Regions from separate parts of the Rattus norvegicus genome. Here region 2 is linked to region 1. A link is a contact called in public Hi-C data. All regions are on one chromosome and are shown on one strand. Each heading gives the region's core, a stretch centred on a gene start, on an enhancer-like site or on the middle of the called end of the contact. The rest is flanking DNA. Distances are from core to core; before and after follow the strand shown.

Region 1 (2,800 bases), core at 148-2,647:
TTTGGGTAAAACTCCCTTTTCTCCCAGGAGATCAAATCTGGAAGCTTTTAGGAGGCGGAGCAGGGATGGGGAGGGAGAAGGCAAATTCCCCAAAACATTCGTCAGACCTAAGAGAGTCGTTTCTTTACTCAAAACTGCCCATCACCCCCCCCCCCGCCATTAACTTTCGATTAAGACCTCCTCCTTATGGCAACTAAACTTTACTTTGCATAATTAAGATTTTCCTCGGAAAGGGGGTGGATTGAAACCTCAGTTCCAGGCCTTTCTCCTTCACCTCACCCCCCAACCCCCGCCCCAGCCCTGCAGCCTGGCCTCTGAGTTCCTGAATTTTCTCACTTTGAGGTGCCACTAAACACAAAGAACCATAATGGGCTCCTTTGTGCTCGCTATGGGGCAATTACACCCCGGAGTCCCGGCCCCTTTAAGAGCCTCTTAAAGAGACAGGCTCTCATTTTTCAGAGGGTTACTTTAGGGTGTGTGTAGGGGGAGGGGCGAGGAAAACTTCTAGGAGTCCTTGTTTAGGGCGAAGTGACACTTTTACCTCGACTCTCTGAGAAGGGTTGGGAGACGTCTTTGCAAGCTATTCGCTTACGTGCTTTAACAACACGTACACATTTCTGTGTATATATATATGTATATATTTTAAACGGGATTTTTTAACTTGGTTTTATAAATGGTACTGAAAAGTGGGGAGGGGGCGGTGAGCAGGGGCAGGGGCAGGGGCAGGAGTAAAGAGCCGTGTACCTCAGAGGGCTTGGGCTCCAGGGTCACAGATCAGGTTTGAGTTGCCTGGGTCGGACGCCACTTTTAGAAAACGTGTCTCCGGATCTTGCCCGGACGACTCCGAAGAAATCACGGCCTGAGCAAACAGCTCCTAATATAATAATAGCTTGTCTCTTTAAAAAAGCAGAAGGAGGGGGTGTAGAGTTTTCTTGGCATCTGGTTTCTGATCTCATTATGTTGTGGTCGACCAATCCAGCCCTCGGGGCTGGTCCTCCAGTTCAAATCTGATTGGCCGAGAGCACATTTTGGGATGGTGCAAAGCTCGATGGGGCGGTTTCAAGGATCCCTTTTGAGGGGGGCTGAGGAGAGGGCGGGGCCGTCAGCGGGGGCCCCCTTGAAACCGACTAATTGGGATCGGAGAGGCCGAGGTGAGGGCTGAAGGAGGCACAAAGGAGTCGCTGGGTGGAGGAGGGTGGGGAGAGGGGAAGCCCAGAGGCTAGAGGAGGAAGAGGAGCTAGGGCAGCGGTGCGCGGCGTCTCCGACCACTCAGTCCGATCTCGGCGAGCCAGCAGGCGGGTGCGCCGCCCCCTCCCCCGCCCGGCCTCCCCAACTCTGCGGCCCGGAGCAAAGTTTGCAAGGAGGCGCGGGAGGCGGCCGGGCAGCTAGGCGGCAGCGGGGAAGGCGCGCGGTCTCTGGGTTGGGGGCGGGGGCTGGGGGGCGCCCAGGAGCCGAGTGGGGGGCGGCGGCCAGCATGCGGGCCCGCAGCGCCCTGCCCCGCAGCGCCCTGCCCCGCCTGCTGCTGCCACTGCTGCTGCTGCCGGCTGCCGGGCCGGCTCAGTTCCACGGGGAGAAGGGCATCTCCATCCCGGACCACGGCTTCTGCCAGCCCATCTCCATCCCGCTGTGCACGGACATCGCCTACAACCAGACCATCATGCCCAACCTTCTTGGGCACACGAACCAAGAGGACGCGGGCCTGGAGGTGCATCAATTCTACCCGCTGGTGAAGGTGCAGTGCTCGCCCGAGCTGCGCTTCTTCCTGTGCTCCATGTACGCTCCGGTGTGCACGGTGCTGGAGCAGGCCATCCCGCCGTGCCGCTCCATCTGCGAGCGCGCGCGCCAAGGCTGCGAGGCGCTCATGAACAAGTTCGGCTTCCAGTGGCCCGAGCGCCTCCGCTGCGAGCATTTCCCGCGTCACGGCGCGGAGCAGATCTGCGTGGGCCAGAACCACTCCGAGGACGGAACTCCTGCGCTACTCACCACCGCGCCACCGTCTGGGCTGCAGCCTGGCGCTGGTGGCACCCCGGGCGGCCCTGGCGGTGGTGGCGCGCCCCCGCGCTACGCCACTCTGGAGCACCCTTTCCACTGTCCCCGCGTCCTCAAGGTGCCGTCCTATCTCAGCTATAAGTTTCTGGGTGAGCGCGATTGTGCCGCGCCCTGCGAGCCTGCACGGCCCGACGGCTCCATGTTCTTCTCGCAGGAGGAGACTCGTTTTGCCCGTCTCTGGATCCTCACATGGTCGGTGCTGTGCTGCGCTTCTACTTTCTTCACGGTCACCACCTATTTAGTGGACATGCAGCGATTCCGCTACCCAGAGCGGCCCATCATCTTCCTGTCCGGTTGCTACACCATGGTGTCAGTGGCCTACATTGCGGGCTTCGTGCTCCAGGAGCGCGTGGTGTGCAACGAGCGCTTCTCTGAGGACGGTTATCGCACGGTGGTGCAGGGCACTAAGAAAGAAGGCTGTACTATACTCTTCATGATGCTGTACTTCTTCAGTATGGCCAGCTCCATCTGGTGGGTGATTCTGTCCCTCACCTGGTTCCTGGCAGCCGGTATGAAGTGGGGCCACGAGGCCATCGAGGCCAATTCGCAGTACTTCCACCTGGCCGCCTGGGCGGTGCCGGCCGTCAAAACCATCACCATCCTGGCCATGGGCCAGATCGACGGCGACCTGCTGAGCGGCGTGTGCTTCGTGGGCCTCAACAGCCTGGACCCGCTGCGAGGCTTCGTGCTGGCGCCGCTCTTCGTGTACCTGTTCATCGGCACATCCTTCCTGCTGGCGGGCTTCGTGTCA
Region 2 (2,800 bases), core at 167-2,666, 43 kb after region 1:
GAAGGTGGCAGGACACTGGGTCTGGGGGGTCTTTCTTATTCCTAAGGACACCTAAGCCAGTAACAGCATTTCCTAATCAGCCCAGCATTGACCCTTGGCTTCCTATATGACCCATATGCCTGTGATGGTTCTCAAAAATGTTATATGGAAGATTTCCCCAGGTGATAACGTGGAATTCAGGGCCTCAGATTGCTAGGCAAGCGTTCTATTACCAAGTTATACCCCAACCCTAGAAAAGAGTGTTTGAAGCGCTGTGGGACCCTCTGTGATTCAGAGCCGTTCAGCATGCGCTTCTGAAGAGTCTTGCCACAATGCCATCCACCCTCTGTAATGTCTGTCTTTGTAGCAGTCGCAACTGGAAACAATACTGCTTTGTTAAAAACTTCCTTATTGTTTTAGCTTAAATTCCTCTACCAGATGGGGAGTTCTCAAAGACTGAGCCGTGTCTCCCCTCACAGAGGGAGTTCTGGGATACCTCAATAGCTCCAGTCAGGTCCTGGCTCAAGAATGGGAGAATGGAACTGTGACCCCTAGGGAATCCTGCTTGATTCTAGCTCCATAGCCTGACTTAGGGTCCCCACGATGAAGCAAATCTCAGGGGCCAAATCTCTCTGGTTTGATGAGAATGGCTCCCTCTTCTCCCTCAAGAGCACAGGGTTCTTTCTCCTTTCAGGTTCCCAACACACACACACACACACACACACACACACACACACACACACACACACACACGCACACATGCACGCACGCACACACACATATATAAATATATAATATATAAAAAGTACATATTTGTTTATTTACTTATACAAGACTTCATAGTATAGGCTGTCTTTGAAGTCCTAATTCTCCTGCATCAGCCTCCTGAGTGCTGAGATTACAGGGGACACTACCACACCCAACTCCAATACATAAACTGCTAAAGTGTGGGGCTCTCCATATGGGGTAAAGGGACACAGAGCAGTCGGCCTCAGGAATTAAGAGGTCTGAACTCGGGCTTGCCAGCAGTGCTGAAGAGGGTCATGTGCAGTCCTTTGAAGGCTCTGAAAGCTGAGGGTTGAGCTTCCAGACTGCCACAGGAGTGAGTCACAGTCTAACAATGTTATCTGTCAAGTGTTGCCGCTCCCTAGGCCGGTCTTGCCCACAGCCTCATGGGGCCTGGATTCTCATAGGTCGCCCCTTGACCTTACAGTCTATGGAGGTCTCGTAGTCCTAAATCTCCATGACCTCCTATATGGTTTAACCTAAGGGGGAACACTGGCAAAAAGAGGGAACAGAGACGGAAAATGCTGAAATATGAGGCAATTGTTATACCATTTAGGTCCTGGATTCTTGGAAGATTAAGCAGGAAGGCGGGAGGAGCGCTGAGGACAAAGGGCTGAGTCTGCGTGGCAAAGAACAGACTGAGGTGACGCTGACGCAGGTCTTAAGCATGTTCATAGACTCTTAGAAAACACTGTACGTGCATTTTAAAGGGACGAGCCGTGGCTGGGGAGATGGCTCGGCAGCCAAGAGCGCTCACTGCTCTTTCAGAGGACTCAGTTCAGTTCCCAGCACCCATGACTGAGAGGCTTCCAATCAGCTGCCCGCACCTCTAGCTCTAGGGAGATCCGATGCTTTCTGGCCTCTGAGGTCCTGCTTGGATGCTGCACACGGGCACACACAGGTACACGTACATAAAAGAAACATTTTTAAGTTTTTTCCTGTCTGTTTTTGGTTTTGCTTTTTGAGACAAAGTTTCTTTGGGCTCTGGCTGTCCTAGAGCTTGCTCTGTAGTCCAGGCTGGTCTTGAACTCATGGAGGTCTGCCTGCCTCTGCCTCCCTGGTGCAAAGAATAATTAATTAATTAATTTTTTTTTCCGGAGCTGGGGACCGAACCCAGGGCCTTGCGCTTGCTAAGCAAGTGCTCTACCACTGAGCTAAACCCCCAACCCCTAATTAATTAATTATTAATTAATTTAATGTATACGAGTACACTGTAGTTGTCTTCAGACACACCAGAAGACGGCATCGGATCCCATTACAGATGGTTGTGAGCCACCATGTGGTTGCTGGGAGCTGAACTCAGGACCTCTTGGAAGAGCAGTCAGTGCTCTTGACCACTGAGCCGTCTCTCCAGCCCTTTGTGACATTTCTTATGCATGCATACATATGTGTATAACTATGAAACTAATTTTTTGTTGCTGTTTGGAGGCAGGGTCTCATATAACCTAGGAGCTCCTCAAGCGCATTATGTAACTAAGGGTGACCCTGAATTCCCGATCCTTCTGTCTTCTCCCAGATGCTGAGATTACTGGTGTGTGCCCCTCATACCCTACCCACACTGTGCCGAGGACCCATTCCAGAGCTTTCCGTGTGCTAGGAAGCCCTCAGCCAAGGGTGCTACATCCCAGGTCCTACAGCTGTTTGCTGTTGTTACCTAGAGTGTCTGAGCAGAAGGTAGTCACGTTGGCCCCCAAAGGGAGATCAGACTGCTGTATGTATGAGTAGGAAAAAGACCTGGTTGCCCCCAGATTTGAACACCTCTGGATTTGGACTAGAGGAGAAGTAACCTCTGGGCAGAGGGCGAGATTGGAATCAGCCCATGCTCTCATATCCACGGCCTATTCCAAAATCTTCAGCTTGCCTATGAGCCTTCAGTCTCCATTCCAGACACCCCAAAACACCGTCACCCCAAGTGGCCTCACCCACTCATTCAGGATATGCTCTCCAGCACACATCACCCCGGAAACCTACACACACCAATGTAAGCATCTGTCTGCGTTTCGGACGCATTCTGTTCTTGCTTCCTTCTTAAAAT

What was found. A called contact is a pair of places that touch in the nucleus more often than the background predicts.
Region 2: a contact with region 1 is called in a Hi-C map of Schwann cells, with 1.8 times the contacts expected there. The contact joins the enhancer-like site here to the promoter of Fzd2 in region 1. A contact is called at or near these places in 3 of 12 Hi-C or Micro-C datasets (the A7r5 cell line, the Rat2 cell line and Schwann cells).

Annotation. Positions count from the first base shown.
Region 1 is chr10:88,060,591-88,063,390 of GRCr8, forward strand. It overlaps Fzd2 (frizzled class receptor 2), which reads left to right and starts at 1,398. Exons shown (of 1, transcript NM_172035.2): 1 at 1,398-2,800. The coding sequence starts at 1,475.
Region 2 is chr10:88,103,400-88,106,199 of GRCr8, forward strand. No RefSeq gene overlaps it. Among named protein-coding and RNA genes, the nearest start is that of Meioc, 24 kb to the right of the region's middle. Within about 2 kb of position 1,417, at least 18 of the 93 cell types and tissues checked have an H3K27ac peak or open chromatin away from gene starts, as enhancers often do. A contact at or near this core is called in the A7r5 cell line and Schwann cells, where this site is marked.